Regions from separate parts of the Mus musculus genome. Here regions 2, 3, 4, 5, 6 and 7 are each linked to region 1. Evidence: chromatin contacts called from public promoter capture Hi-C data. All regions are on one chromosome and are shown on one strand. The core of a region is the stretch at or near the end of the contact, and the rest is flanking DNA. Distances in the headings are between cores, read along the strand shown.

What was found. Promoter capture Hi-C pulls out the DNA fragments that hold promoters and counts their contacts.
Region 2: a contact with region 1 is called in a promoter capture Hi-C map of erythroid cells, with 29 times the contacts expected there. The contact joins the promoter of 2300009A05Rik here to the promoter of Clpx in region 1. A contact is called at or near these places in 2 of 39 promoter capture datasets (erythroid cells and liver) and 2 of 9 other capture datasets (adipose tissue and liver).
Region 3: a contact with region 1 is called in a promoter capture Hi-C map of pre-B cells, with 2.9 times the contacts expected there. The contact joins the promoter of Tpm1 here to the promoter of Clpx in region 1. A contact is called at or near these places in 2 of 39 promoter capture datasets (erythroid cells and pre-B cells), 1 of 484 Hi-C or Micro-C datasets (CD4 T cells) and 1 of 9 other capture datasets (liver).
Region 4: a contact with region 1 is called in a promoter capture Hi-C map of erythroid cells, with 18 times the contacts expected there. The contact joins the promoter of Iqch here to the promoter of Clpx in region 1. A contact is called at or near these places in 2 of 39 promoter capture datasets (erythroid cells and pre-B cells).
Region 5: a promoter capture Hi-C map of erythroid cells shows a contact between it and region 1, with 37 times the contacts expected there. The contact joins the promoter of Lactb here to the promoter of Clpx in region 1. A contact is called at or near these places in 2 of 39 promoter capture datasets (erythroid cells and pre-B cells) and 1 of 484 Hi-C or Micro-C datasets (pre-B cells).
Region 6: a promoter capture Hi-C map of pre-B cells shows a contact between it and region 1, with 4 times the contacts expected there. The contact joins the promoter of Rab8b here to the promoter of Clpx in region 1. A contact is called at or near these places in 2 of 39 promoter capture datasets (erythroid cells and pre-B cells) and 1 of 9 other capture datasets (liver).
Region 7: a promoter capture Hi-C map of erythroid cells shows a contact between it and region 1, with 12 times the contacts expected there. The contact joins the promoter of Aph1c here to the promoter of Clpx in region 1. A contact is called at or near these places in 2 of 39 promoter capture datasets (erythroid cells and pre-B cells).

What each region holds. Positions count from the first base shown.
Region 1 is chr9:65,292,485-65,295,803 of GRCm38.p6, forward strand. Clpx (caseinolytic mitochondrial matrix peptidase chaperone subunit) reads left to right here and starts at 1,776. Exons shown (of 14, transcript NM_011802.3): 1 at 1,776-2,081. The coding sequence starts at 2,003. It also overlaps the pseudogene Gm16218.
Region 2 is chr9:63,397,380-63,400,698 of GRCm38.p6, forward strand. It overlaps 2300009A05Rik (RIKEN cDNA 2300009A05 gene), which reads right to left and starts at 1,865. Exons shown (of 2, transcript NM_027090.1): 1 at 1,497-1,865. The coding sequence starts at 1,842. Gm16759 (a long non-coding RNA gene) reads left to right here and starts at 1,938. Exons shown (of 5, transcript XR_003948339.1): 1 at 1,938-2,073.
Region 3 is chr9:67,047,417-67,050,735 of GRCm38.p6, forward strand. Tpm1 (tropomyosin 1, alpha) reads right to left here and starts at 1,797. Exons shown (of 10, transcript NM_001164248.1): 1 at 1,603-1,797; 2 at 370-495. The coding sequence starts at 1,716.
Region 4 is chr9:63,600,693-63,604,011 of GRCm38.p6, forward strand. Iqch (IQ motif containing H) reads right to left here and starts at 1,801. Exons shown (of 22, transcript NM_001311098.1): 1 at 1,675-1,801. The coding sequence starts at 1,725. Aagab (alpha- and gamma-adaptin binding protein) reads left to right here and starts at 1,954. Exons shown (of 10, transcript NM_025857.3): 1 at 1,954-2,079. The coding sequence starts at 2,007.
Region 5 is chr9:66,973,644-66,976,962 of GRCm38.p6, forward strand. It overlaps Lactb (lactamase, beta), which reads right to left and starts at 1,841. Exons shown (of 6, transcript NM_030717.1): 1 at 1,398-1,841; 2 at 1,075-1,141. The coding sequence starts at 1,748.
Region 6 is chr9:66,917,940-66,921,258 of GRCm38.p6, forward strand. It overlaps Rab8b (RAB8B, member RAS oncogene family), which reads right to left and starts at 1,766. Exons shown (of 8, transcript NM_173413.3): 1 at 1,571-1,766. The coding sequence starts at 1,694.
Region 7 is chr9:66,832,913-66,836,231 of GRCm38.p6, forward strand. Aph1c (aph1 homolog C, gamma secretase subunit) reads right to left here and starts at 1,794. Exons shown (of 6, transcript NM_026674.3): 1 at 1,574-1,794; 2 at 247-417. The coding sequence starts at 1,686.

The DNA of each region.
Region 1 (3,319 bases), core at 526-3,025:
TCAGAAATCCACCTGACTCTTTAATCCCAAGTGCTGGGATTAAAGGCATGTACCACCATCACCTGGCTTTGCTGCTTGTCTTTTTAAAAAATATTTTTAGAACTGGAGATATGACTCAGCATTTAAGAGCACGTTGCTCTTGCAGAGGTACCAGGTTCCCATCACCCACATGGTGATTCACAGCCATGATTAACCCTAGGTCCAGGGGATTCAACAGGCACACTTGTGATGCACTCACATTCATGCAGGCAAAATGTTCCTATGCATGAAGCAAAGATTTTTAAAAAATGTGTGTGAAGCCGGGAGTGGTGGAACACGCCTTTAATCCCAGCACTTGGGAGGCAGAGGCAGGCGGATTTCTGAGTTCGAGGCCAGCCTGGTCTACAGAGTGAGTTCTAGGACAGCCAGGGCTACACAGAGAAACCCTGTCTCGAAAAAACAAAAACAAAAAAACCCATAACTTCTCTTTTTGGGCGGGAGAAGCCAGAGACAGCCCTCTTGGTTTGCTCACAGCATCCATGGAGGGAGAGCTTCTGAGAGAGTCTAAGAACACAGTTGGAAAGCAACATACTGAGAGGACTTGAGTCTCTCCTCACAACTGTATTCCTGGATGCAGCTGAAGAAGGAGTGGGTCTTAGTGAAGAAAGACAAGAATTCTCTTTCATCTCTGAAACTTTACCATGAGGTGTTACCACGAGTCAGCTCTCTAAGAAAGAACCCTGTAGTAGTATGAACCACCTGGAATTCCCCTTCTGTGAGCTAGACCCGGGGAACTGGAAGTCACTTTTCTGGCTGGAGATTGACGCTGGTTAATGTAAGTGAACTGGTGTTGATCCTGGCTTAATTCTCTTTCCTCACAGTTTCTGTCTAAAGGTTCCAGCAGGGTGTGGTACAACTCGGTAGTCTCATCTAGAGGTGGGAGCACAGGCATCAGATGTTCAGAGCCATTTTCAGCTACAGAACAAGTTCCAGGCCACCTAGCAATTTGGCGGCTAGAGTTGATGATATATATATAATTACTCTGGCATAAATTCCAAACCAAACCCAAATAAAACCCATATGGTGTTAGAGGCAGTACTCTTAAATTCGAGGTCAGCCTGGTCTACAGAGGGAGTTCTTGGACAGCCAAGGTTACACAGACAAACCCTCGCTCAGAAAACCAAAACAAAAATCCACACAGGCAACTAGCCCCGACTGAAAACTTTATCATCACAAAGCTTGAAAGAGCAAGGAAAGCTAGCTCTATCCAGCTTGTTGCTCGGAGTGGGAGTGGGATTAGGAGACCATTTCCATGCTGCAAATGAAACGAAACAGCGAACATAAAGGAAGCCAGGATATAGAGTCCATGAAGGAAGGAACTTGCCGAAGTGCAAGCGCCTGGTAGTTACTGTCTGTTTATAATTATTATGTGGGATTATGGTCTTTACCACTGAATTACATTCTTAGTTTTCGGATCACTTAAAAAAGATCCTCACCTTTTTGCGCTTTTATTTCCCCTGCTCCTAAGAAGCGTAGGGTCAACTCCCGACACGGCGCGTGTCTCTTTGGGTCTAAAACTTTTTAACATCCGAATAAAGAGACTTCCCGAGAAATTAGGCGACCGCAAAATTTTGGGTTCGCCGCTTGCCGTAGCGCGCTCATTGGTGCCCAGGTTACCGCCCCATTCTCTGGAATCACGTTAGTCTCCACGCATGCGCAGCGTAAACTCACGCCTCCTCCTGGGTCTAGGACGCAAGCGCGCGCACGCTCCCCGGCCGGGGTGGGCGGGGAATGGGGGAGAGTAGGGAGGGAGGGGAGGAGGGGAGGAGCCTACTCCGGTGAGTAGAAGGCGGTGGGACGCTGGGATCGTCCAGGCCTGGCTGCCTGGTGGGGAAAACGCTGCGCCAGCATAGAACCGACGGAAGGGAGCGGAGCCAGTCAGCGGAACACTCGCGCGACACGATCGGGTCGCTGAGCCCCCTCGATCCTCAGGGCGCGAAGCCCTGGCCTAGGCCCCGCGGAGATGTCCAGTTGCGGCGCTTGTACCTGCGGCGCTGCGGCCGCCCGGCTTCTCACCACTTCGCTCACCTCCGCGCAGAGAGGTAACGAAGTAGTCCCGAGCCGGTGCCCGCTCTGGGCTCTCGGCGAGTGAACCTGTGGGGATCCCGGGGGGAGAGGAGGGCTTGAAGGCTGCGAGGCGCTACGAGCCTCTGGAGTACCTGGCTGTCGGATTGGAAGGAAACCCGGTGGGCTATCGCTGGCCTGTGAGCTCTCGGGCCTTCGGAGTTTGGGGGCTGGAATGAGGCCATCTCGCCTCAACTCAGGGAGAACAACCGAGTGCGACGCAACACTCGTTAAAAGTGTCCCCCGTGCAGCCCTTCTTGGGGCCTGTCACTTTTGGGGAGTCTGTGCCCGGTTGTCGGGCTAGTCGCCTGGACCGGCAGCGCAAGGGTGTCACTGACATTGTGCGGTCTCGGGGACGACAAGACGTAAACACAGCTCGCTGGCCTTCCAGATATTTGGGAAACTTGGGGTCCCAAGATATTTGGGAAACTTGGGGTCCCAAGAAAGCAGCGGGGAGGTGGGGCGAAAACGACCGCTGGAATTCCTGAAATACTTAAATTTAGCAACAGTCATTCGCCCGCTTCCCCAGCTTGACAGCTGGGATCAGCCTCTAAGAGTGGAGTGGCTCTTGTTTACTTTGCTTCTCTATTCATCAGGACCTGTGACAGAGTGCACACCTGCCAAGAGATTCCGGGAATGAAACCCGTTTTTCTTTCCCACAAGTCTATGCATATCAGATTGTAAGGCTAGGTCTTGTTAGGCTCTGAACTTACAGATGTCTTTTCATGACGATCCTTGGATCAATAAAAGCAGTTTTCCTTTTTTTTTTTTTTTTGACTAATTCTAAAATCATCATTGTCTACTAACTGTATAATTGGCAGTTTATAATACACATGAAATGGAGTAACATAGGCGGAAGCATTTAGTATTGACACGTAAGTGTAAGATTTAGTCTTAAAACATTGCCACACCTCAAGTAGGTGTCCCAGTTCCAGAGGTTTGATTTGTAAACACTGGAAAGAAACATAATTTTAATGTATTGTTTGACCTACATTCGTTGAGGGCTTAAGGTATTACAGTTTGGTACTAGGGGTATTAAATTCATCATGTTTAAATTTGGTTGACAACAGCATTAAAAAGGGTACGTGTTTTAGACAGGAGGAGTTCTTGATAAGATTTAGTCAAAGAATTCTAGCTTCAGCCCGGAGGTTATAGCACATGACTTTAGTTCCGGCAGTCTTTAGGCAGGGGCAAGCCAGGTCTCTGGAACTCTGTA
Region 2 (3,319 bases), core at 615-3,114, 1.9 Mb before region 1:
AAAGAAAGAACCAACAACAAAAAACCCTACATCTGTTGTATTTCTGAAAAGGTTTTACTTTTCTGTGTGGGAAGTGTTTTTTTTTTTTCTTCTTTTGATGTCTTAATGACCTACAGCTAAAAGATAAACCCTTAGTCATGACAGGTATCTTTAAGGAAATGTTTATTTTAACCTGTGACATTTTATATAAGGGATTCAGCCTATATAGTTTACCTATGGCTTGACCTGCTAGGGTTTCTTTTATTATTAATTTTATTTTTTTACAGTCTAGCTGTTGCCCTCCTCCTGGTCCCCCTCCCACAGTTCCTCATCCCATTTCTCCTCCTGGCCTACTAGTTTTCCTAACCTATATCTCAGTATTTGGAAAAGAATGACTCCTGCCAATTCTGAAAATAATAAAATAAACTCATTTCACAAATCTAATTTGTTAGCATTTTGGCTTTTCCCATAGTTTCATACCAACCTCAGGATTAGTTGACATACACTGTATAGAGTGGATCAAACAAGTTATGAGACACATTGGTGTATAATCTCCTTCCTGGATTTTCCAGGGGGACAATGGCTCAAAAATCCCGTAAGTGCTATTTGAGTTATTATAAGCAGAAATGCCCATGCTTTATTAAATTGAATGAACTACCAGACTATATGTAACACTAGTACGGCTACACAGAGTTTAGTGTTAATTTTGGATTGAAAAAAAAAAAAAAACTATTTGGAGGGGGAGGGTGAAGGGGATAGGGGATTTTCGGAGGGGAAACTAGGAAAGGGGATAACATTTGAAATGTAAATAAAGAAAATAATCTAATAAAAAAGTTAATAAATCCCTAGACAGCAATATTTAAAAAAAAACTATTTGGATTATACTGGTTCTGCTTCCTTGTATAGAGTTTGAGTGACTGACATCTAAGTTAATATTTTTTTTAGCAGCTATTAATAGGTCCGAAACATCTTGAGGACTTGAATTTTTCCCTAATCTATAAAATGCTGTCACATCTACAATCCGTGATATTGACTCTTCTGCCATTAGACCACAGAACACACACATCTAGCAGGAGGACCGTCAGAATTAGATTATCTTCAGGAATATAGATACTAAAGGATCTTAAAAGACAGCATCTTTTAAGTCTAGCACCTGAGAAAATATGATGTCTGGAGAGAACCTACTGCTTTTAGCAAAACACAATTGCTGAGATTTCACAGAAAGACAAAGAAACTTTAAAAGTCCGTCCAGTTTTTTGTCCTCCAAAGGCTCTTGGTGATGAGCGCGGGAATGACTCTTGCTAAGCAACTTCGGAGCCACTGTCGGGACTCACTCCTCGCTGCCCTGGGCAGGGTTCTCCCGGGTGGACAGTGGCAGGGCACGACCTCAGGGGTGCTGCAAGCAGCCCACCGGGGATGCGAAGGGCCGGCCCTGGAGAGCGAGCAGCGTGCTTGTGGGCCAGCGGCCGCCCTGGGATGGAGGAGTGCCTGGGTCAGACGAGGGCGCCGCCACTCACCCAGGTTGATGACCTTGAGCGCGGTGAAGAAGCGGTCCTGCGGGGCCAGGTCCTGCCAGGGCGCCTTGGAGCAGTGGTACTTGATGAAGGGGAAGCAGCCGGTGCGCAGGACGTGGTAGTTGGCGCCCAGCACCGGCCAATTGAAGTGCGACAGGCCGAACTGGTCGTTGTGGACCGCACTGTAGGGCACGCAGAAGGAAGTCCAGTGCGGCAGCCGCCGCTGCAGCAGGTGCTGCGTCAGCACCTCCGAGGCGCGGGGCTTCGGGCGGGAGGCGGCGCCCGAGGCCCAGGGCCGGCACAGCAGCAGCCGCAGCGTAGCCTCGTGGGCCCTCCGCAGGGCCTCCATGGCCGGGGCACGCCGGGGAGCCGGCCCTGGGCCCCTGGGGCCGGGCCTCTGGGGGCGGGGTCAGGCGAGTGTGCGCATGCGTGTTCCCCTCACCACCCTAGGCCAGGGCGGGGGACACCCAGCGGGCAGCGCGCGGGTGAGAGCGCCTTGAGGTGCGGCGCGTGCGCACAGGACGGGACGGGAGGGCGGAGCGACTGCGCAGATCAGGAAAATTGTCACCTCTGGCCTCAGGTAACCTCGGAGCAGGGAGACAATGTTAAAACAATCCTCCACAGCGACAAACCCGGTCTGGCTGTCAGGCGCTGGGCTCCAGGGAAATCCTCAGGGATGCTGAGGTGCTTGAGGTGTGCACAGGAAAGTGAGCTGACACCAAGGCCTGGCCTTTGCCCGGGCTGGACGCTTGGTGACCTCAGACTGCACGTATGTGCAGATGTCCTCACAGTCGTGTTCACTGTCCAGACTGAATCCTACCTAGATAGTGCAAGATAGGGTCCCAAGCCAGATGTGGCGCTTGCCTGGAATCACAGCCCTGAAAAGGCTGAGATGTGAGGATGGGGAGGTGGAGGCCAGCCTGGGCTACATAGAAGAGCAAGTCTCAACTGCCTCCCTGTCCCCGCACCACCACCCCCAAAACCCGAAAAGCAGTCCTATGTTTTCTCATTTAGTGCCCTAAAGCTCAGAAAAACTTCCCTCCTGAGAACACAGTAAATACTAGGACCGGAATTGGCAGTCACCAACCTTTAACAATCTCAGTTACCCATGAAAGTGTAAGGGAAGCATTTCTCAGACTTTCTGCTAGCATACAACCTCATGTCTAAAGTATCATTACTCTTATATGTCCTCAATTTTTGTGGGGAGAATGAGTAAATAGGATGAGGTTTCTGGAAAGTACCATATGCAAATGAAGTAATTCTCTGTGTTGGAACTATATAACAATTATTTGCTGAAAATTCAAGAAGGATGTAGAATAGTGTGATGTTTAAAGAAGATTTGTTTATTTTGTGTATACAAGTGCTCCATTTTCATGCACACCAGAAGAGGAAATCAGATCCCATTACAGATGGTTGTGAGTCACCATGTGGTAGCTGGGAATTGAACTCAGGTCCTCTGGAAGGGCAGCCAATGCTCTTAACCACTGAGCCATCTCTCCAGCAACATTTTTGTTTTTATAGTCACCAGTTTTGGGTTAGTCAACATTGAGTTCATTCCACAAATATGTTAAATATTTAGGGGGGTTTTGCAGTCATGCAAATAGTTTGAACTTTATAAGATTCTCTATTAGATATCGATTTTTAAAGAAAGATTAGGTGAAGTCATGATATATTTGATATGCAGAATAGCTAGGAGGACTATTGAAGGGAGGTAGGGAGCTGCAGCAGAACTGTCATTTTCAAAGTAAAGTTTTAAAAGCAATGGAGCCCTTTTTCAGACAAAATCTGTCACAGAATTCTAACATATAAAGAAAATTATAAACACA
Region 3 (3,319 bases), core at 547-3,046, 1.8 Mb after region 1:
AGGTATTCTGTTTTGCACAGACCTTGGTGATGACATACACCTCAGAGGTTTTATACCAGCAGGAGGCGAAGTTCACCTCCAGCTTCACCCTTTTCAGCTCCCAGCTTCGTACCCACCCACCTCCAACCAAAGGGGAGGAGGTAAAGAAGAGGAAAAAGAGAAAAAGGGAAAGGACGGAATAAAAATGAAACGTGAGCAGCAGTAGAGGCGGCATCCAGTGCTCTGGGCCACGGCCAGGCTGTGTGCAGGTGTCCCTGCAGGAGGAGGTTCGCCCTCTTCCTTTGCTCTGCAGCCCCTGTGGTGGCCCCCCGCCCCCCAGAGTGGCCACACGGACAGGAGGTGAGGGAGGCAGTGTGAGCGTGCACTTACATCTGTGGCCTTTTTCTCCGCCAGCTCCAGTTTCTCCTGGGCATCTTTGAGAGCCTCGGAGTATTTGTCCAGTTCATCTTCAGTGCCCTTGAGTTTCTTTTGCAGTGACACCAGCTCATCTTCCAGCTGGGAGTTGGCAGTGGAGTACGGGGAGGGGGGAAGGGGGAGGGGGTGGGGTGCGGCAGGCAGCGTGATCCCGCAAGGTGCGGGTTGAGGGTGCATAGACCATAAAGGACAGGGACAGCGGGAGAGAGAGAGAGAGGGAAAGACAGGGAGGGAGAGAGAAAGAGAAAGAGTTAGCCATTCGTGTGCAGTGCCTCGCCGCGCGCCCGGGGTACCTTGGCGGCGGTCTCGTCGGCAGCCAGGAGGCTGTCCTCCGCCTTGTGCAGCTCCTCTAGCACCCGGTCCCGCTCGTCCTCCGACGCCCGCAGCAGCTTCTCTTTCGCTGCGATGTCCTCCTCGAGCTGGGGTAGCGGCGAGCGGGCGCGGGCGGCCGGCATGGACCGGGTGGGAGACACATAACAAATGGGTGCCAGGTTGGCTGGAGCCCTGGGGCTAAGGGATCGCTGCTTTGGGGCTCAAGGGACCCTAAGATATCTCTCCCAGAGATCTCACTCAGTGACTCATCTCGCACACCACCCCCCAACCCGGGACCACACGCTCCGGCCGGCCGAGGACAGCAAGCTCAGGTTCTCAATTTGAGGGACTGCCGAAACATGTCCTTGTTTGGCTAGCTTTCCGTGTGTCTCCCATTCTGTCCCATCTTTGTTCTTAGGAAATAATTCAGTGACTCCCTCCTCTTCCCTTCAAAGTCTTCATCCCGTGTTGAGGGATCTTTCTCCCCAACCAAAAAGTCCAAAGAACTTCGGACACCTTAGGACTTGAGCCTTGCTCCGCTCCCCCACCCTTCCCTCCAGGCAACCCGGGAACTTGTATCCTTTCTCTCTTCCTCTTTCAAAACTGATTCCCAACCCTAAGAGTCAAGAGCCTCTCTAGGGAAGAAGCTCAGTGGACCTCGCAGACCGTGGGAGTCAGAGAAGGGCCACGAGCGTCCTCGGACGAGACAGAAAAGTTAGAATCAGTCTAACTCTCGCGCTTCTCCTTTTCTTTTTTAAACGTGCGCCCCTGGACACCCTGGCTGGGGATGGGATGAGGAAAGGGAGCCAGTTCGGGTCCCGGGGCTGAGCGACCCACGCTAAGCTGGGGCATTGGAGGTTGGGGATAAATGCAGACCTGCTTGCTCCGGTCTTCCGCCGCCTTCTTATCAGCCTCCGCTTGCTCAGCTCGATCCAAGGCGTTCTCTTTGTCGAGCTTCAGCATCTGCATCTTCTTCTTGATGGCGTCCATGGTGGCGGTGGCGAGGGGCCCTTAGGCAGCGGAGCGAGAGGAGACGCGAGCGCGGTGGGGTAGCAGAGCCGGAGTGCGAGCGCGGAGCTGCCTGCTGCTCCCTGATATGTACTTTCCCAGGGGGGCGACCGCATTCCTTAGGACAGCCAATACTTTTTTGGAAAAGCTTGTTCCTCCTTCCCCCTTTCCCAGTCTCCTGCCTCCGCCCCGTGCCCCCTCCTCGCTCCTCCCGCGGGGGCCCGCACGCCCATTCGCTGCCGCCTGCCGGCCTCCCAGTTGACGGTGGATATGACTATATATGGGGACCCGAGCCTCCGAGGCCGCGGCCGGGCGAGGCCGTCCTATTTCTAAACCTGCACGCCTGGGAAAGAGCGCCGGGACCTCGCTGGAGAGGAGCCCGGCACTGGGCGAGAGTCTCTAGCCACCTCTCAGAGCCATCGTCTGGCGGTCAAGGTCCCCAGAAGAGCCTGCCCGGAACCACCCGGAATAGGGCAGGTGGTGTGTGCGCACCGGCTCACTCTGCCTCCAGGTCCTGGGGTGCTGCTCATTGTAAGGTCCGGGGGCTGCCAGTCACGGCCACTGCCCCTCCCCTCTGGGCCTGGGAGCTCTCGGTACCCAGCTGGGTCCTTGTGGCAGCACTCAGCCCACTCACCAGTTGTCGTCCTGGGCTCTCACGGTCTGGACATTTCAACCAGAGCAGAGAAATAGAGGTGGAGGAAGGTTTGAGGGCCATTCCTGAGACCCTGTCTCTCTGCCCCTGATAGTGGACATAGTGACACACAGGCAGTCTCGAGTCTTTTCACCAAACTGGGGGTGGGTAGTAAAATACTTTAGGGACTTAAGGCCCAAAAGTGCCTGCGCTGTGCTTTGGAAAGGGCAGAGGGAGTGTGTCAGTGTGTAGCGGTCTAGGCGTTTTTCTTCCCTGTGGGAGTCAGTGGTGTGAGTGTGAGTGTGTGTGTGTGTGTGTGTGTGTGTCTGGTCTTTAGTCATCGGCAGCTGTGATTTGTAACAGCTTCAATGCTGTAGCTTCCCTCCATTTATTCATTTGCATGTTTTACTAGAGTCGGTTACTTATTTGGGGGGCGGGGTCATGGAGGTGCATTCGTGCTTTGGTGGACTGTAGAGGTCAGAGAGCAACTCTTTAAGAATCCAACACAGGGGGCTGGTGAGATGGCTCAGTGGGTAAGAGCACCCGACTGCTCTTCCAAAGGTCCGAAGTTCAAATCCCAGCAACCACATGGTGGCTCACAACCACCCGTAATGAGATCTGATGCCCTCTTCTGGAGTGTCTGAAGACAGCTACAGTGTACTTGCATATAATAAATAAATAAATCTAAAAAAAAAAAAAAAAAAAAAAAAAAAAAAAAAAAAAAAAAAAAAAAAAAGAATCCAACACAGGTCTTTGTGCTTGATAGCAAGCTCCTTTACCTGCTGAGCCATCTTGTTAGTCCAGTTTCCTTGCTTGGATCCTTACAGGGAGTTGTCTCTCTCTGTAAGGCATTTGGATGCTGGTGCTGAAAACATGGTACAAATTAGCTAAGGAAATGGTTCTATCTGTAGCCTGATCTCTGCAGAGGGAAAGGGGCCAGCCAGCTCAGCACTG
Region 4 (3,319 bases), core at 551-3,050, 1.7 Mb before region 1:
CATGGGTGGGGACTGTCCTCGCTGGTGTTATATTTGGCTAAATTCACCACAGGGGAAATTGTTGAGTGTGATACAGGTAAGATTTAGGTCCAATTCATAACGGGGATGTCTATGAAGCTAGTGGGCTTAGGAACTCTGGAGTTTTGAAAAAGGTGTACTAGGATGTGTATTCTAAAGCGTTCAGGACGCTATCTCAAGCCTTTGTCAATTAAATATGAGTTAGAAATTATGGTGAACTGTGGGACCCCGACTTAGAGCGTTTCTCCCAGGAAGGTAAAGCCCCTGGACGGTCCCCAAGCTTGTTTTCCCTGATCTCTAAAAATATAGCTAGAAAGAAGCTCTTTGTTCTCTATAGCCAGCAAAAAGCCTTTTTGTTTCTATACTGTACAACCAGAGATGCCTGCCTTCCTGTGCCGAGGACACGGAGATAAAAATTCAGAAAGAACTCACTCCCCACACCTGCCTTGTAAATTTCACCAAGGACACCCAGAAGAGAAGAACTCTTCCCAGCTCTCCTCCCAACTCTTCCCAACACCTCTCCCAATTCCTCAGCTAGCTGTTAAAAGCCCCCTACTGTCACCACTCGGGTCGAACTCCCCTGCCCTGCACTGTGGAGGGACTTCGTCCTCAGCTAGCTGATAATAAAACCTCTTGCAGTTTGCATCAGGTGTGGTTTTCTCTCGAGATGTTGGGGTGTTGGCCAGCTCATCCCGGGACTTGAGCAGAGGCCCAGCATCGGGGGTCTTACAGAACTTCTTAAAGTGAGACCATCTTAAAGGGACCCATACCTAAACACGGAAAAAAACAAAACAAAACAAAGCAAAAAAAAAAAAAAAAAAACCAAACCAACCTAGCTGTTTCAGAAAAATTGTTCAACTGTCACAAACTGAATTACACTGGAGAAGTCAAGTCTTTGAGAGCTTTCTCCCTAGATTATAAATAAGATATTTCTCCAAGTTTTCATTTTTTATGTTGTTTTGTAATCCAGGTGATCTTAAAAATATGTTTGGTAACGCACACCTTTAATCCCAGCACTTGGGAGGTAAAGGCAGGCAGATTTCTGAGTTGGAGGCCAGCCTGGTCTACAGAGTGAGTTCCAGGACAGCCAGGGCTACACAGAGAAACTCTGTCTCGAAGAAAAAAAAATTTTAAAAAAAGCTTGGGTGTGTGTTCCCAAGCAAGCAGTGACTATTGTAGGTTAAGAAGCACGGGTCCCATAGCTCACGTTCTCTTCGAACTTCTCACCACCTCCTAATGATGAATCTGTTTCTCCTTCACATCCCCAAGCCATGGATGGACTTTAAACATTTCATAATTTATTTTTAAATGGTGCCTTGAGCACCCCAGCCTGCTAGTACAGATTGATAATCCCAGTTACTCAGGAGGCTGAGGCAGGAGGATCACAAGTTCCAGGCCTGCCTGGATTGTAGAGGGTGCTCCAAGACAGTCAATGACCATCTGGGCCCGAAGTATAAGGAAGACAGGTGATGCAGCCTAGCGGTAAAGCACTTGCTTGGCGCTAGCATGTCCTGTGTTCAACCCCCAGAGCATGATGCCCTAAAGTGTAGGCGTTTCCTGCTATAGGGCCGAGAGAATAAATGGTGGTGCTTGGGATCACAGGTTTCGGGGTTCGAGGGGAGGTCTGTGCGGCCGCCAGCCCGGCCTGTTTCCCACCTGGATTAGGATGGATCCAATGGGGTCGCTGTCCTCCTGGGCCTGCGCCATGACTAAGGAGGGCAGAAGACACTAGGCTCCGGAGGTATGGCCTCCTGCGGAGCGCTCCTAGATGGTGCGGGCACCCGTCACCATAGCAACGCGGCGCGCGCGACCGGCGCGCTCCACTGGAGGAGCGGGGAAGGGGGGTGTGAGGGCCAGCCGGAGCCTCGGCTGCCCAGCGCGCGGCCCCGCCCAGCGCGCGTGCCCGGATCATCTCCCCCGCGTGCCCGCTGCAGTGGTACGGCCCAAGGCGGAAGCAGCGCCGGCGCGGAACCCGCTCTGCCGCAGCGATGGCTGCCGGTGTACCCTGCGCGCTGGTTACCAGCTGCTCCGCCACCTTCACCGGGGACCGGCTGGTGCAACGTGAGTAACCCGACGTCTGAGCCGGGCTGCAAGGCCCAGTTCAGAGCCATGGGCGCAGGGCCGGCGACCTCTCCCGGGCTCTGCCCGAGCTGGGCCCTAGGCTCCGGCTCCTCCGCAGGTCTCGGCGCCAGGCGCTTAACCTTCTGCCTGTGTAAAGTGAGGCCGGTTTCTGACCTCCCGCCTCAGGGGTGGTGGCAAGCACCCCCTAAGATGATATTCAAGACCCCGGAAATTGTGCTCTTAGACGAATGTAAGGCGCTGGAGTTGCGGTGTTGTGTTTGGGGGTTATGCCCCTGCTGCTGGGGTAGTGGTTCCTCTTGTGAACTGAAGTGCTCAGCAAAAAAACAAAAAAACAAACAAACAAAAAATGCACGCGCGTTAGTGTTCTGCCAGGATGATGGACTGACCAGAACTCCTGTGATTGTGGAGAGCTGGAATTTTAATAACTGTAGCCAGATTCTCGTGGACTGTCTCTAGTCTCCTTCTTAGCCATTTGTTGCCCACTTCTGTGTCTGACCTAATATCCTCTGACTATCAGGTAAAGTCCTTTTGGGAATAAGCAAACAGACCCCCTAGCTTCCATCAACCCAAAGGCTAAGAATTTTATCAGTTGGTGTCTGAGGCCTACAGCAAGGGCTTCCACGATGTGCTGTAATCCACCAACCTGTTGTTCCCCTCAATGTATTTTTAGAACATCCTGATATGTAGCTTTGTTGTTCCTATAAGAACACCATGGAATTGTTATTGCCACGTTGGAACATTTGACTTGAGGCACCCCTGATTCCTGTTCCCTTTTCATGATCCCTCATATTTGGCTCCAGAATAAACGCTTACTCCCTTAGAGATGAGAGCTGTGGGCGTTCTTGATTCCCTCCCCTTGATTGTGTGTGTGTGTGTAATGTACATACATGCATACTTGTGTGTACATGATATTTGTTGGGTGCCCCCTCACTTGCAGTTACATTTCTTGAGTTCTTTCTGAGGTGAAAGTTCCCCGGAAAAAAATGAGTTTGAGGTGTTACTGCACCCAGTGCTTTTGCTTCTGGACCCTAAGGGCTATAAAATTCAGGGTTTTGTTTTTGTTTTTGTTTTGTTTTTTTTGCCTTTGTTGTGCATACGCGAATATACGTGTGTGTGTGTGTGTGTGTGTGTGTGTGTGTGTGTGTTTTCTGCTTTTTAGTCCCACTGCTCTGTGCATACTGAGCGTGGCACTCTACCTCAGAGATAAACCCCAGCCCCA
Region 5 (3,319 bases), core at 591-3,090, 1.7 Mb after region 1:
ATAATGGAGAAGTTATGAATATAAGAAGTCATAATCAAAGAAATGGTACTTTGATGCACTTACCATAAAAAGAATAGAAATGGTTCTCTCTGGCTGGAGAGATGGCTCAGCAGTTAAGAGCACTGGCTACTTGCTCTTCGTGAGGCCCTGAGTTCAATTCCCAGCAACCACATGATGGCTCACAACCATCTGTAATGGGATCTGGCACCCTCTTCTGGTGTGTCTGAAGACAGTTATGGTGTACTCATATAAATGAAATAAATAAATCTTTTTTCTTTTTTTTTTAAATGGCTCTCTCAAAGCTTCTAACCTTGGAGAGGGATGGATGCCAGGGTCTCTACATGCTCAGGCTGGCCTCACACACATCATGTGACCTTAAGCTTCTGATCCTCCAGCTTCTACGTCCTGAGGAATGGGATCATGGGTCCATACCACTTTGATTTATGTGGTGCAAGGGATTATACCCAGAACTTGTACCCAAAAGCAAGCACCAACTGAGCTCCATCCCAAACCACTTCAAGCTTGTCGTTAAAAACAAAACAGGTAACACTCTGTCTAGTAAATGTAATAATAAACTGTAAATCATTAAGGACCAGGGATATCATGTATTCTTAATACTTGGTATAGTGCCTTTTACAGAAGTGGGGAATAAAAAAATTACAGAATGAAAGAATAAAAATATGCAGAAACTGACATTTTAGTTACTAATAAGGGTTATCTAATATGTAATAGTGGTAATTTAATGGATTGTTCTACATTCCATTTTCAGACCAATTCTTAAGAGTAAACTGGGAGAAGAAACAGCATTTTGAACACATCCACGTACTTGAGTCACACAATTTAATTATTTACTTTATTTTGCCCTCACACATGGAGGCTAAGCAAGTGAGCTTCCACTGAGCTATACTCCTAGCCCAGTTAGTTACATTTTAAACTTTCCAGTGATAAATAAAACAGCCTGATTATTCTAGGGATACATTGTCTCTACAAATGTGCCACTTTTTGCAACTCCAACCTGTAAAACATCAGTATTTTATTTTACCAATAACAAAATGGGCTACCTGCTGAACTCACCTTCTGACCAGACTTCTTTTCCATCTACAGAAACTCCAACCACGATGCCGGGGGCACCAACCTCATCCTAAGAGAAAAGAAAGACCCTGGTGGTTCAAAAGTAGACTGACTCCGCCCACTCTGCGGTCCCGCCCACCAGGAGGGCAATGGTTCTGCTCCGATTGCCCTGGCCGTCGGAGTGCACAGGACTCTAAAGGGGAAGGGGCGGGCCCCTCCGCGACCGGTGACCTCAGCTGCTACTTGAGCAGCCCTAAGAGCGTCAGCCCGCGGCCAGGCAGTCAGAAAAACGGAAGCCGCCGCCCTGACGCCCACTGGGCCCGCACCTTGATCCGGTGTAGCAGATCGCGGCTGCTCTCGATGGCTCTGGAGAAGCCCCTGGCTGCTGGCGGCGCAGGCGTGTGCGGGCTCCCCGGGCTCAGGGCCTGCTCGTGCGATAACTCGGTAGTGCCGGACGCCTCGGGGTCCGCGGGGGACTGAATGGGGACGGCGCCCCGCAGCCCGACCACCAGCTTCGCGCCGAGAGCCAGCCCCAGCCCGAGCCCCAGGCCGCCGGCCCAACCAAGGCCCAGCACAGGCAGGCCCGGTCGCCTGTGCGCCCCGCGCCGCCCTCCGTCCCAGGCTGGGCCTGCGGTGGCCGCAGCCCGAGCTGTCACGCTTGACAGGAGCCGGTACATGTTGCCTCCGCAGAGCCGGCTGCCTCCTAGCTTGCTCCGGCTTGGCCCGCGGCGGGCGGGACGAGGGGGCGGGGCTGAGGCGGGGCTTTACAGTACCTCTCAGTCAAGGCCGGGTGGGTGAGCGACGAGCGCATCGAGCGCCTGGTCCTCGTCTCCTTTCTAGCCTTCTGGCTACTAATCCTCTTTGGTTCCACCCCTCCTTTTCTTGCTTTCTTTTCCCTCCCTCTTTTTCATATCTTTCTTCCTTCTTTTATCTTCTCCTTTTCCTCTCTCTTCTCTCCCTTTAGCTCTAACCTCCCTCTCTTGTTTTCTTTTTCTCTCGCATCCCACATTCCTCCCTCTATCCTCTTTTCTCTTTCCCTCTCTTTATTTCTGATTCTCTCCTCTTTCTCCTTCCCACTTTAGTTTCTACCTGTCCCTCAAGCCTCTCTTTTCCTTTTCTCCTCCTCATCTCTCTCCTTTTCCATGCTTCTTCTCTCTCACAACACACATGATATCCTTAGACAAGTCTCCTGTCACAGCAACACCCTCTTGCCACCTTATGCCTATGTTAACAACACTCGCCCCTTTGTTTGACTGAGATGCACAGTGGTTAAAACACTTGCCATGCAAACACAAGGACTGGAATTCAAATCCCCAGTATCCGGGTGAAAATGCCCAGTGGGCATGGCGCCTACCTGTAACGGATTGAGAAACCCAGCCTCAATCCAAAGTTAGAAGCGCAATTATAGATGGTTTCCAACATAGTCTGGGACGTTCTCAGGCAAATGCTAATATGCATGTATATACATGCACACACACAAAAGTGGGAAAAAGCAAACCTGATGTGGGTTTTTTTCATTCTTTTAGGAGAATTTTATGTCTTGACTCGCCTTCCTGCCCAGTGACAATCATTCTAGCAAACATTAATCATCGTAACTGCTCTGGAGATTGGTTGTGTTGTCTGACATCAGTTCCATGAGGAAACTGGAGTAAAGGGAGGCTAAGGGATTTGTCTAAATCTACAGAGTTGTCAGGTGATGGCCCAGAAATGTACCTTCTCAGCCTTCCTCTCTTGTCAGAGGGTTTGAAGGGTTCTACGATCAGAGGCGTGGGCGGTGAATCAGCTTCCCAGTGGTGCGATGGATGCAGCTGCAGCTAGTATTATTACATGGCCAGGGTCCACTGGGCGCTACAGCTGCCCTTCCACACCCAGTCCTGTTCTCTGAAGCAAACTCTAGCCAGGCTACTCTCAGTTCTCTTCCTGAGTAGGAAACTCTTCCACAGTTTCTCACAGCTCAAGGCTGCGTTGCTAGAGTGACCCTATCTTTCTTCAAAATACCTGCCTGAGAAAGATCAGAGTTTCCAAACGCAGTTACTGTTTGTTCCAACCACCACTGGAAAACAGAGCTCCTGTCCCCCAGTCTGTGGCAGAGGGTAGGAGCCTCACGTCATAAGTGCCAAATAGCAAAATGGGTGGATTCATGTGGACCAAAACCCTTTCTGCTTCTTGTGACTGTCCACACTCCTGATCAGCTCAAGTTGTCACCGCTCGCTCTCTCCTCCTACCCCATCACCTCTGCCCACATCCC
Region 6 (3,319 bases), core at 516-3,015, 1.6 Mb after region 1:
TCCCCACGGAGGCCAGAAGAGGGTGTTGTATTCCATTAGAATTACAGGCAGTATGAGGTGCCAAGTGAGTGCTATGAACCAAACCTGGGTCCTCTGTAAGAGCAGCAAATCCTCCTAACCACCATAGCAACTTTCCAGCCCCTTTGACATACTTATTGTCAACACACTAGTTCCCCATTACTTGTGGATCACCTGGAAAGCCATTTGAAAAATGCTTTAAATAAGCTAGTATTAGAGGCCAGACAACCAAAAAGCTGATGAGTGAGTGGGCCACTGGACTGCAGCTATTTAACAAAGGAAATAATGTTAAGGTCATCCTACTGAAGGTTTAAAAGCAGTTTTGATGTGTTCTTCAGTTTACAACTTAAAGATCCTGTTTACCTGCACACAATGTCTTTTACTGAAGATACAAGAGCAGCTCCCAGTGAAGAGTGAGAAATTTTTTTCTTGAGTCAATTAGAAGTAATTGGGAAATATACAGTATGTTATGATTCACCTACAAAGTAATTAGAATCAAAGGAAACTACACAGGGAGGCAGGCGGAATGTACAGTCAATCACTTGGCTTGGATGTTACCAACTACACGAGCTCAAGAATTTACAAAGTTGAGAAACTTACTGCTGCTTCCCAAGACACGGAATAAGGCGGTGAACAATAAATTTCTTCTAACCACATCATCTCCCAAAGTCCCCAGCCCCTTTAATTCCTATAAACACTCAAAAGATTTTTAACACCCCGTAGACATTACTCCATCATTAGTCACTTTTTAAATCTCGATTCAAAGATGTCAAGAGAAAATGGAAACCAGCGTTCCCAGTTACTAGGGAAAGTCCTGAGCCCCGCGTTTTCCATTTCCTCTCTGATCTCTCAACCCCTGCACTGCATCCCCTGCTTCCCCTTCTCCTTTCTAGTTAACACTCAGCTCGCCTTCACTTTCTCCACCAAGTAGCCTCAAGTCGCCCTCGGGTCCTCCTGAGTCCTTCTCCCACCTACAATCTTCTGCATTTTCTCTTGGCATCTCTGTTCACACCTTTAGAGTCAATGTCGTTTTATCGCTTGCCTCCTGATCATTCAGTCAGTCATTCCCCTCAATTCCCTGTTGACCGCCTCCTAGTCTCACTTCTCTTGTCCCTGGTGTCCTCTGCCCCTTTACTTCATTTGAAGCCCCTCTTTGAGTCCTCAAACCTTCATTTCCCTCTTCACATTTCCTTCCTCTTTCCTGTCTTTCTAACCCACGTTCGTATTCACTCTCCCTCCCCTCCTTCTCTTTCCGTACGATTTCCTGTGTTCCCCCGACTCCGTCCCTCTGGGACGCCGCTGCCGCCGCCGCCCCGGAGCCCCCTCGTGTCCCCAACACCCCTGGTTTCCGATTGCTCCGGTTCCCTTTCGTCCGTCCGCAGTTCCGCATCCCCATCCGTCCCTTTCAGCCTCTCCGGCTCTCACTGCCCTCTCCGCGGCCCTTCGGGGTCCCCTTCTCCGGTCGCCAAGCCCTCGCGTGCCCTCTCCCAGGCCCCCAGGCACCCGCCCCCCTCGTCTCAGCTCCCGTCCCGGGCCGCGGCCGCTCCCTCACCGATGGTGGAGATAAAGGTGGTGTTGAAGGCGTCCTCTGAGAAGCGGAACAGGAGGCAGGTCTTGCCAACGCCGGAGTCGCCGATGAGCAGCAGCTTGAACAGATAATCGTACGTCTTCGCCATCTTCTCACTCCGGCCCTCTCTGACCGCCAAGAGCAAGGAGGCGGTGGAAAGCAGCGCGGAGGGGGGGCCTCTGGCGAGGGGGCGTGTCTGCCAAGCCACCCGCGCCCCGCCCCGCCTCTCGCCCCACCCTCTTGAGGCGACAGGCTCGCTCCTCCCCGTCCCAGCCAATCTGCCCGCGCCTTGTCATCACCCTCCGCCCCGCGAGGCTTTATGGGATTTGTAGTACTCTGGGAGAGCCGCGGGCGTGCCTCGCCCAAACTGTCCGAACAACCTCCCTGGATAACAAATCTGAGTGATGTAGGGTGGTGTGTTAAGACTTTCCATCCTTACAGGGAAAAGACGCTTCGTTTCAAACTCCTCTTCTTTTGCCAAGGGAACTTGACTTTGTTGTTTCTTTGTTTATGGGCATCTTTCAAATCCAAGACCTCGGAATCTAAGTCCTGCAGTTCGCTCATCTACTTGCCTGAACCCGGAGCTCGGCAAGCTTTCTTTGGAGATGCAAAGGTTCACGAAGTCTGTGAATTAGCTGCAGAGTATTACCCAGCCTCTCCCGTTCCCGCCCATTTCCTAGGCCCCCTTCCACAGCCCTTCAATTATAGAGCTCAAGGAGTGATGTTAGCGGGCTAATTTCATTCCCACTTGTGCCTTCTGAACTACAGGCCACAGCCAAATGCGATGATCATTTTAGAGGCTCTGCTTCATAGATACCGCCTCGCGCACCGCGGGAGGATGAATTCTTGAGAAAGAAAGAAAGAAAGAGAGAGAGAGAGAGAGAGAGAGGGAGGGAGGGAGGGAGGGAGGGAGGGAGGGAGGGAGGGAGAGAGAGAGAGAGAGAGAGAGAGAGAGAGAGAGAGAGAGAGAGAAAGAAAGAAAGAAAGAGAGGAGAGGGGAGAGAGGGGAGAGAGGGAGAAGAGAAGAGAAGAGAAGAGAAGATAAGATAAGAGAAGAGAAGAGAAGAGAAGAGAAGAGAAGAGAAGAGAAGAGAAGAAAGATGTGGGAAGGCTTGTGCTACGAACAGCTTATAAAATAGCGCCACCTGAGACAGGTGACGGGAACTTTGGCCATAGAAGATGTAGAGATTTAGATTTGGATTTAGTCTTTGCTAAGCCACTTCACAGCTGTGTGAAGTCTCACAGGCTTGACACGTCTCAGTTTTCTCATCTGTAAAGACGAATGAAAAACAAACTACTTCATAGGTTGTAGTGAAAATTAAATACTGAGTGTGAAAGCACTTTGAAACTTGGTAAGGTGCTGTGAAGTGTAGGTGTTAGTTGCGTTTAAATTTATCACTCCTCAGGAGGCTTTCAATTAATGGGTGGCAAAAGGAAGGGAGGAAATAGCACTTTGATGTATTCAATTCAAGCCTTCATTATTTATTACCCTAGACTAATTCTTTATTGTTCAGTGCTCTTTTATCTGCAAGTGGCAGAAACCCAGCCAGATCAAGCCCCTGTGAGACAAGGGTTTACTATCCAGATCATGAGGAAGGAGTGGCTAAGGGGGACCAGGAGCTTTATCTTGTCAGAAGTCTCTGTCTCATCTCTGCTTCTTTTTCAGTTTTAATTTAAAATATGTTAAATACCAACTGTCCTAACATACACACACACCAACAAAAATTCTTTTGG
Region 7 (3,319 bases), core at 544-3,043, 1.5 Mb after region 1:
TCTGACAAAGTATCTGGGAAAATTCTCAAGAAACACTTTTGGGAGGAAGGAGAAGGAGGGAAAGGCAAGGGAGCAGGGGAGCAGGGGAGCAGGGGAGCAGGAGGGTGGGAGGGCGGGCGGGCGGACAGGCAGGCAGGCAGGCAAGCCAGGTCATAAATTTAAATACAATTTTCAGGCTAGAAATGTAACAACCACCAAATCATAATTCAAGTCTAACTGGGAAAATAAAACAAACATTTAACTTACTTTAACAGCTTATAATATGCGAGCCTGAACAGCTCTTGGATACAGACAGAGAGCAACGCTCCGAAGATGAGCAGATAATTCTGTACTGATTCATCTCTGTTGTTAGTAATGACTCTCACTAGGAACCAAAACATGGACGAAAGCAGGAGAGACACCAACCAGAAGAAAGCACTGGAACGTAGAAGACAAAAGTCACGAGTTAACAGAAGCACAGGAAACAAATATCTTGATCTTTTTTAGGAAAGAACCCCTTCACATGGTATTCCGAATCAGCATTTGCTAATCAATGGTCCATTTTCCTCCTAGTGAAAAAACAGTCCAAGAGGAACGTCAGATGCCCTCAACAAGGACGATTCAGTGACCCTGTCTGTGTACACCAGAACACTATCTGCCAAGGACTGGCAACGAGGAAGTTGGTTACTGCTTTGCCTCATTGGTGTGCCATAGAAACATATAACCAGTGGCTGTTACAATTTTCATATCCTAGAAAATGTGAATTTAATGGCTTAGCTGTCTGTAAAGATAAGTATCTTTTCTGAAGGAAAACAAACACCTACACCTGTATTTATTGTGTGCACCATGGAAAACTCAGAAGTTGAAAACCCATGCTGTGGTCTAGTTGTTTTCCAGGCCCGGTTCTTACAACCTTCCTGTGGACTTTAAGGACACAGCAAGCTTGACGTTCAACAGACTCTATTGATTTTTAATGCCAACAGCGAAGGAGCACTATTTATTACAGGAAAAAAGAACGCAGAGAGGCTGGAGTTCCTGGCTAGCCAGTGAGTTGCCTGGGTGCCAAGTCTCAGAAACTCAGTCTCAGCAGGTGCAAAGGGATCAAGACCGCAGTCACCAGCAGAGTTAGATATTTACCAAGTTCTCAGCAAGACTGGTCAGGTGTTGCAGCGGTTTTCTCAGGCTTTCACCATTGGCTGCACCCCAACCATTACCCAGGGGCCTACAAGAAAAATCTGAGCCCAAATTCCTCACAGGCATTCTGAGTCCAAGAACGGGGGTTGAGGAGGTGGACAACTGATCCCCAGGTGTCTTTAATGGCAGAGAGTGAGAACAGCTCTTCGATGCCGCTGAGCACTGAGTGAAATGAGAAATTCCTACGGAAAGACTAAGGCTCCATACACGAATGTATCCACTTATTCCCATCTTCCACAGAAGCCAAGACCCGCAGGACTCGCCTGCTCAGCCTGAACCCCCTCCCCCCAGTCTTGGACAGTCCCACAAGCTGGGAGCCACTGGGAGATGGGGATCCCGGGGTCGTGGAAACCCAGGAGAGGGAGGGACCCGCGGTGTCCGGGACTCGGCTCAACCTCACCCAGCGATGAGGAAAATGACGCGCAAAGGGTCGGTGGCGATGGTGAAGAGGTAGAGTGCGAACGCGGGCCCGAAGGCGATGAAGGCGCAACCGAAGAACACAGGCAGCGTCATGGTACCCACAGAAGCCAGTCCCGGGGGACCTGAGTGGATCCGAGGTGACTGGGACGATTTCTTAGCGGAATGCGGGGCGGGGCAGGCCTGCCAGGTACTCCGGGCTCGATCAGAGAAGGGGGCGGAGCAAAGCCCGGGAGGCGGGGCCTCGAGGTGCTCCAAGGCTTTTTTGAGCGGAGGGCGGGACGTACGAGAGGCGGTGCCTTAGGGGCGGTTTCTGGCCAATCAGAGCCTGGGGGCGGTGCAGGACACAGCCAGTCAGAGCAGAGGGCGGAGCGGCGCTCTAGATGAAGTGCCTTGAGATGCTCCGCGGCTTGTTTTTGCAGAGGGCGGGGTGGAGTCGAGGAGGCGGGTCCTCGAGCTGCTCCACAGCAAGGCAGGACTGGGCGGGGGCGGAGCTCGAAAAACAGAGCCTGTATCGCACAACGGTCAGTCGCAGAGGGGTGTCCAGGCGGATCTCGGGAGGTAGTTCCAGGAGGTGCTCCAGGCGCTGAGAGCGAATGGCGGTGCAGGATTCGGGAAGCTATTTCTTGAGAGGCTCAGAGTACTGTTAGAACCTGTGCAGCGGCATCGAGAAGCTGTCAGAGAGGCGGTTCCTCGAGGGGCTCCACGTGCTGTCAGAACCGGGGCGGCCTCTAGTGTCTCTGCGTGCGTACAGCGCAGGGGACAGGGCCTCGAGGGGCTTCACAAGCGGTCAGAGCGGAGGTGCAGCCTGGAAGGATTCGGTGTGCGGGCAGGCTGGGCAGCAACGCGGCCTCCTGGGACTCCACGTGCCGTCAGACTGCGGGGCGGGGCCTTGAGGGCTGGGCAGTTCTTCAGAGCACTCGGGGTGCTGAGAATGGAAAGGGGTCCTTCAAGGTTTCTTCTCTAGGTTTCTTGGGGCAATGAAAGTTGCCCGCCGAACTGGGCGGGCGCCTAGACCTCCGAGAGGCAAAGGGCTACACCAAGCCTCAGACTTGCCAGCGCTGCAGGTCCTTATTCCAAAGCGTGGCTCACTGAAGACTTAAAAGCTGTGCCCCAGCCCTCTTGCCTGTGGGTACACATTGTCCCTGGTGCTGGCCAACTGTAAGGTGGTCTAAGGGAGATTACCAGGCCACTTTTGTGCTGAAGGTCAATTGAAGTAAACAGCAGGACAGGGGCACGGTTCCTTTAAAGTAAGTATTTTTTCTGTGTCCGTGGTTGCAGGAATGTGGGGCTCCCATCCTATGTAAAAATCCAACTGGGCTGGTATGACCCAGGTGAATCATCCCCTATGGAAAAGGAATAATGAAATACTGACGAGTTGTTCTGACAAGTTGGTTTCTGTGCCACTAACAGCCCTGATCTCCAAAAACTTAAAAAATTTTAAAGGCATTCTCTAATCATATCTGAATTTAAATTTCAGGACAAACAACCACAGCTATGTTAAGAATGCTACAAGGTTAATATTGACTAATTACATTCATGTTTGTGGAGAATTGAAACGCTGTAGATACAGAGCCAATATCTTGGGCTATCTAGCCTCTTTAACAGCTATTCATTCCCACCTCTGCATCTGCTCTAATGCCCTTGTGACTATCACGTGACAGGTTTTTTCCTTCATATTTACTACTAGCCTCCACAAACCCCAAAGCTAAGAATGTCATCGGATTGC